2 separate regions of the Drosophila melanogaster genome follow, and region 1 is linked to region 2. The links are chromatin contacts, called in public HiChIP or PLAC-seq maps. All regions are on one chromosome and are shown on one strand. The core of a region is the stretch at or near the end of the contact, and the rest is flanking DNA. Distances in the headings are between cores, read along the strand shown.

What was found. HiChIP or PLAC-seq counts read pairs in DNA pulled down with a chosen protein or histone mark.
Region 1: a contact with region 2 is called in a Psq HiChIP or PLAC-seq map of the Kc167 cell line, with 2.6 times the contacts expected there. The contact joins the promoter of Hs6st here to the promoter of CG4733 in region 2. A contact is called at or near these places in 11 of 107 Hi-C or Micro-C datasets (the D17-c3 cell line, the Kc167 cell line, the OSC cell line and 6 more) and 1 of 6 datasets of contacts at active chromatin or transcription factors (the Kc167 cell line).

Annotation. Positions count from the first base shown.
Region 1 is chr3R:20,006,537-20,010,039 of dm6, forward strand. It overlaps Hs6st (Heparan sulfate 6-O-sulfotransferase), which reads right to left and starts at 1,976. Exons shown (of 6, transcript NM_001275821.1): 1 at 1,625-1,976; 2 at 1-123. MED25 (Mediator complex subunit 25) reads left to right here and starts at 2,411. Exons shown (of 1, transcript NM_142597.4): 1 at 2,411-3,503. The coding sequence starts at 2,524.
Region 2 is chr3R:19,888,780-19,892,003 of dm6, forward strand. It overlaps CG4733, which reads left to right and starts at 1,910. Exons shown (of 9, transcript NM_001260269.2): 1 at 1,910-2,475.

The sequences.
Region 1 (3,503 bases), core at 726-3,225, 120 kb after region 2:
GGAGGCGAGGCCAACTCAATCATACTTCAGTCGCTGCCCGATAAGAACTCGAAAAATGGGAACACCTTCGCCCATTGCACTTGGCGCGGAAATGGGTTTTCCTTGTCTCTCGGCTTTCAGTGCCTGCAAATGGAGTAAGAGTGAAAAACGGTTAGAAACCTATTAGTTTTGGGAGCACTACAAAAGCAACACCGTTTCCGATTAGTTACCACTTGACCATGCCGATAAAGCGGTCTGTCAAATTGTCTAGCCCTTATCTAGCCACTTACTTAGTAGCTGAAAGCTCTTCAGGGGAAAATCAAAAATAGTTTTTAAGAACCTAAATCTATGGCAGACTGATAAGAAGTTCACAATTAAAACGTACATACATAGTTAATTGGACTTTCTATTTTTTTGTTAGGGTCAAAAACTGATAAGCAGGCGGTGAAGTTGATTTATCGTTTAATCTGACCCTATTTTAATTGCAAATCTATTAGTAAGTATTCAAGACGGGCGTGAATAACAAACGTTTGTGCAATAACAAATTTATCTTTATTTGTGTGGGAAATCTTAAATTAAATTTCCACGCGCGAATGCGATCTGCAAATGTATAGCGTAACGATAAAATACATAAATCAACCAATAATGACGCAATAGTGGAAAGTGAATGGCGGAGCCGAAAGCAATGCATTTAGTATACCCTTAATCAATTAAAAATACGTTTAAATACGTTTATTATTTAAAGCAAAAAACCTACATCCGTACATGATAATACGTGCAATTACTCAAATAATAACTTATTATAGTTAAAAAATAGTTTGTACTTATTTCATTTAATATTTAAATTATCTAGTGATTCTTTATTTATAAGAACATATTGTAGTTCAGTTATAAAAATAGTTATCAATAATATGGTAAATATAATGAATGAACAGCCTTTGTTGTATGGGTGATTATTATCACAAGTCGCTTTATCTGGCTTCGATATTGTTTATATGTGATAAACCCGATTGGAAAATGCGTAACATATTAGGGTTTGAATGATATTGACTACATGCGAGTAAGTTGCATTTAGGTAGGGTATTTAAATGTACAAACACCCAACTAAAATAACTGGCGATCGGCAGTCGGAGTGACGCCCAAGCATAACTGGTGCCTTATATTTATGTAGGCGCTTTTTACTTCACGATCGGTGCTTCTGTAGCGATCACAATTATTGTAAACAAATGGAAAAGTTGCTTATTGGCAAATTGGACTAACAGAGAGACAAGAAAAAAAAGGCAGATGTGGCGAAACATGTTGCCAGGCAACAATAACAAAAAAGCATGCATGCTGTGCACACATGGCCGTTTAATTCACTTCTCTGTACTCTAAACTATACTTAAACCATGCTAATTGCCTACCCAAATTATCAGGTTTTTCGAGGCAGTGACGTCAGGGCAAGGAGTATAATTATAATAATAGAATCAAACGATTTAGCAACATTGCAGTAAAAAAAAACAGAAGCAAAGGGGAGCAACAAAAACAGAGAGAGGGCAAAATAAGAGAGAGGACAACCAGACAGAGCGAGATGCCAAACAACAGCTGTTCTTCTTGCCAGATGCGAAATGGGCAATTTAATGAAATTTATCTAGATTTCACTCACTTTTCACTTGCCAAACGTCGTGTTTGTGCACTTTTCACAATTGTCGCGGCGTCACACGTTTATTTATTTACATTTCTCTGCGTTTCAGGCGCTCGCACGCTCAATTAGCGCGCTTTCCGCTTTGTGCCACACATTCTGTGCCAGCCACAAAAAAGCCCGCAATTCGCACTTTCATGTGTTTTCGGCTATTTCTGCGATCGTTTTTCCTGCACTTGCACTGCTCAATAGCTAATGTTTAGTTAATTGACACTTTCTAAGCGTTTTGCGTATATTTTTTACGAATTATTTTGGCAAAACGACGCGGTACCAGCGTCAACGTCCGCATTCTTCAAAATCGGCGAATGAACTGAACAAAACGAACTGCGCAAGTTGGGCAATAGGAACAGCTGACCGCGCTGCCAGACTGCCGAACGGAAACTCGCTGCGAGAGTCTGGCAGCACTTGCAACCATCGATATAAACTATTGGTAACGAATATTTAAAGAATTAACTTTATAGTTCCATTGAAAATACATACATAAAACAACTATAATTATGATACCTAACATAAAACATCGTAATATCTTATTTATAGTTATCTTTTGTATGCAATATTCAATTTTAAGTTAATTAGATAAACACCAAACGTTTTTTTATTTGTGAAAATAGAAAAAGAATTCAATAGAAACAAGTTTTCAAGGCAATCTGCATATTCTTAAATCCAACTTTATGGGCACTTTTGAATATTCATTTATTTTGCAGCCCTAGCAATCGCTGAGCGATAACCATAAGTTGACTATCGATAGCAGCAGAGCGATATGCAAAACAAACGAAAAAAGTAAAAGAGCGGTGTAAAGCAGACAACATAGTTTACATTTTTTGCAACAAGTTTTTCAACTTAAAGCCAACTCCCATCGTCCAATGGAGGTGGACCAGATTCCCCTGGCCGACGTGGTCTTCGTCATCGAGGGCAGCGCCATCAACGGAGCCTACATCAACGAACTAAAGACCAACTACATCCTGCCGACTTTGGAGCACTTCACCACTGGCTCCATCGACGAGCGGGAATACCTGATTGCGGAGCGCTTTGCCACTCTGTACGGTATTGTGGTCTACCGTACAGCGGCCAATCTGCTGGAGCCAGTTTGTTCAACCTATGGTCCCTTTCTGCAGCCCCAAAAAGTGATGGAGACGATCGAAAGATTGCCACTAGTGGGAGGCGGAATGGAGTCCTGTGCCCACATGGCCGAAGGATTTGCTGCGGCCCACGGCTGTTTTGATGACATCAGCGAAAGGCGCCAGTTGCTCGATCAGACCAGCGTCCAGAGGCACTGCATTCTCATCTGCAACAGTCCGCCGTACCAGATGCCCACAACGGAGTCGTGGAAGTATCCGGGCAAATCATGTGAGCAGCTGGCGGCGCTCTTCAACGAGCGCAAAATCAATCTCTCCATTATTGCGCCACGCAAGATGCCGGTGTTGTTCAAACTTTTCATGAAGGCCGACGGAGATCAGCCCATTACGAGCAAAAACTATGCCAAGAACATAAGACACCTAGTGCTTCTAAAGGGATACAGCCTCAAGGAGAGAGCACCTAGTCCCAACAGCATGGCGGCCCAAATGGCTGCACCCAATGCGGCACAGGCTACAGTGCAGCAGCAACAACAACAGCAACAAAATCAAGCTGGTCAGCAACAACAAGGGCAGGGCATGCCCATGGACACCACTCCAGCCCAGCAGCAGCAACAGCAACAACAACAGCAGCAGCAACAGCAACAACAAGGCAATCCTCAGCAGCAGGTCATGAACATGAACACGATGCAGCAACAGCAGCCCGGTCCAAATCCCCCAGCGGGCTTACTCAATCCACAGCAGCAGCAGCAACTATTGCAGCAGCAGCA
Region 2 (3,224 bases), core at 660-3,159:
GAATTTTCCGAACATGTTTTGTTTCTTTTCTTTTTGGTGTGGGCAGCTTGGATTTTATTTTGTCAGTCCAGCTTTGGCATAAAAGCCTTTTGTTCGCCTTTGTGCGATGGCTCAACACATCAGCTTGAATTGGGTCAAGTTTTAGGCTAATCCAAATGGCCAAATGGGATGCCACGCTTTGCGCCCAACCCAAATATGGAACTAAACCGAAATAACTGTCAGCTGGTGTGACAGTCGACACATGTCGGCAGATCTTTCGGTTTAAATCAATTACACACCGCAAAACAATACAAAAAAAGCGCAGGTAATAAATATTCATATAAAGTTAGCCAGCGCAAAAAACTAACAAAAATACCGAGGCGCAAAACCGGAAGCTGCGCTCATATCGCCATTATCATTACCATCAATTTGATCATCATGATCATTATATTGGCGTCATCGTTAGCCGCACTTGCGGTTCCCATACTTACGTATTTACCTACAGTTCTGTGTATGCATATATACAAATAATCTGGGTATAAACCATGAATCGCATTTCAATTTATTCGGCATTTTCGGGTTTCGCTAAACAACAAAAGTCCCCCGCCCACCTGCTAGATGGCCCAAACATAAAAGCCAAGTAACGAAATGGGTATAGCAACAACAGAGACATATGGACAAGCCAACTTGCAACAAACATTGCGATGTGAAGTGGAAGAAGGCCGCCGAAGGCGGGGAAGAAGACGATCATTTAGCATTAGCAAATAAGCGAGATAAACGCTGCGATCCGTAGACGTTGTTATTGTTGGGGAATTTGTTGTTTTCCTGCTCAATGAGGCGGGCAAATTTGAAACTAGAGAGGCAGAACCAAACTTACCCGGCACTTTGAATGCCCTTCTCTGTAATATTTAATACGACAATAATACATTTATGTTGATCGTGTATTGATAACGATAAAGATTTGAGTTCGGGGTGTATGTACCTGAAAGTATGCTCTGTATATTTCACGAATTTAATAAGTAAGTAAAGTATAAGTAAGTATAATATAATATGCTTATAATATAATATTATTATTATATTCAAATAATAGCGTTTTATTATAATACCTGGTATTTACGTGACATGTCCAAACTTCTCAAACGAACCGTGACACCCTGGCTCCAGGGCACAGTGTATAATTAACAAACACCTATGATTTGATTTTTGTATTTTTATGTTCGACAATGGATTCGCGCTCGCCAGTGTGAGTGACGCGTGTGTGAGTGTGCGTGTGAGTGGGTAAACGGCGGCAAGTGTTCTGCCGACGTCGCTGCCGCTGCGCCGTCGTGTGGGGGTAGGTGAGAGCGCAGAGAGAGAGAGCGAGAGGATGATGGAGCGGCTGCTCAAAGAACGCCAAAGTAATGGATCTTTTCGGGCGCCGCTCTCCTACTCTCTCACTGCTGCTGAGCTGTACTTTTAGCTCTTTTATAGCTTTTAATTAAAACTGAATGTAATATAACAATTATAGACATTGTTCGTTATATTTTTTTGTTTATTTAATTATTTTTTAGAATAGTAAAATTTTACTAATTACTTAAAAAATTTTTAAAATAGCTTTCTCTATGATATAAATATCTCTTCCAACAAAAAAACCATTGGTGTATATATTATATAATGCCTTTTTCCCAAGCAAATTATATTCCACATATAACGTTAAATTAAGGGAAAATTGTATTTTTACACCCAAAACCTTGAACCCTGCGGTCCAGTATTGCCGCTCCCTTCGAAATGAGCTTAATCCGATCTGGCGGATTTCCCAGCCGATTAGTCAGCGTCTTTTTCCGTCGATCGGCTCAGCTCTGATTCGATCGCAGGTCGCTCGTGTGTGGGAGCGCTCGTTCTTGGGGGCTGCTGGTGTCATTAGCGTAGTTGCAGCGGCAGTAGGAGCAGCAGCAGCCGCAGCAGCAGCAACAGCTGAGATCACCGCGTAGCACTCTCGCTCATCCGCTCCGTTGGCTCGTCGTCTCTGCGGACCGACCGATCGCTCGCAGAACGGAGGCTGATGTTATTTTCAGCGGCCGAAGATTTACAGTAACAACACGGACCTTAGCAGCATCGCCTGCACCGCTAGTCGCTCGGATATACGACGGTTTTCCGATTTCGGACTCGGATTTTCAGATCTGTGGATTCTGTGTTCTATTCTGCTCTGTTTTCGGTTCTGTTTGCTGTTAATTTTAGACTCGCCAAGCGGAAGCTTGCCAGAGTTTTCCAAAATATCCCGCTGCCTCGTGTGTTTTCCCCCGTTTGTTAATATTTCGCGCATTTCGCCAAAAGAAGAGCGCACGGCAAAAATGTCGTGCCGCGAAAATTTCGATTAACCTCTGGTCGGTTTCGCTTTCGGTTCGGCTTGGTTAATTAATTAATGACGGAATCTCTCGGTGTCGCCGTTGTTCTCAGCACGCGCCCTCCGGGCCCAAATGCAATCATTAATAAAGGCAGACAAATATCAAACTATATGTACGTCATGCACCACCATACACCCCACCAGCCACACACATACACACACAAGTGCACTCTGGCTCGTAAAGTGTATGTAAAGTGCATTGGGCCAGTGTGCGTGCACGTGTGTCTGTGAGCGGCAACTACTTCGAAATTTATTTTCGAATAAATAGTACAAAGTTGAAGAAGCAGCAGCCGCAGTCGCAAACGCAACGCAGCTCCCGGTTTCATCTCGTCCCCGTTCCCAACCCCAACCCATTCCCGTTCCTATCCCATTGGAACCCCACGTAAAAACGGCGAAATAGTACAACCAACAGCTGAGGTCAAGACAATAGCATCGCTAAATGGATTTGCAAACGCCTTTCCTCATTGCAGATCTATTTAGAAACTTTGTTTTGCACAATGTTTCTGCGTTTTATTATGCACCTCATATGACAGTGACTAAAATTGAAAACGAAACGACTTATCAGAGTTTTTGTAAAAAAAAAACTGACTCAATATAAGTAAATTTGTAGGTCAGTTTCGTACGTCAATGTGTATTCCAAGTCAACAAAATAACTTTTATGACGCTAATTCTCAATGAGACATTTTGTAATTAAGAGTTATCCAAACGAAACTTTTTTTAAACGTTTTTTAAATAAATAAAATTTTTTATTTTATTAAATTTATTTTATTTAAAATTTATTAGTTGGCTTAGATAATATTAAAATGGTTTTCTAATAATCGCAGATTTTGCACTTATTTCAAAACTTCATATTTTGTTTTAT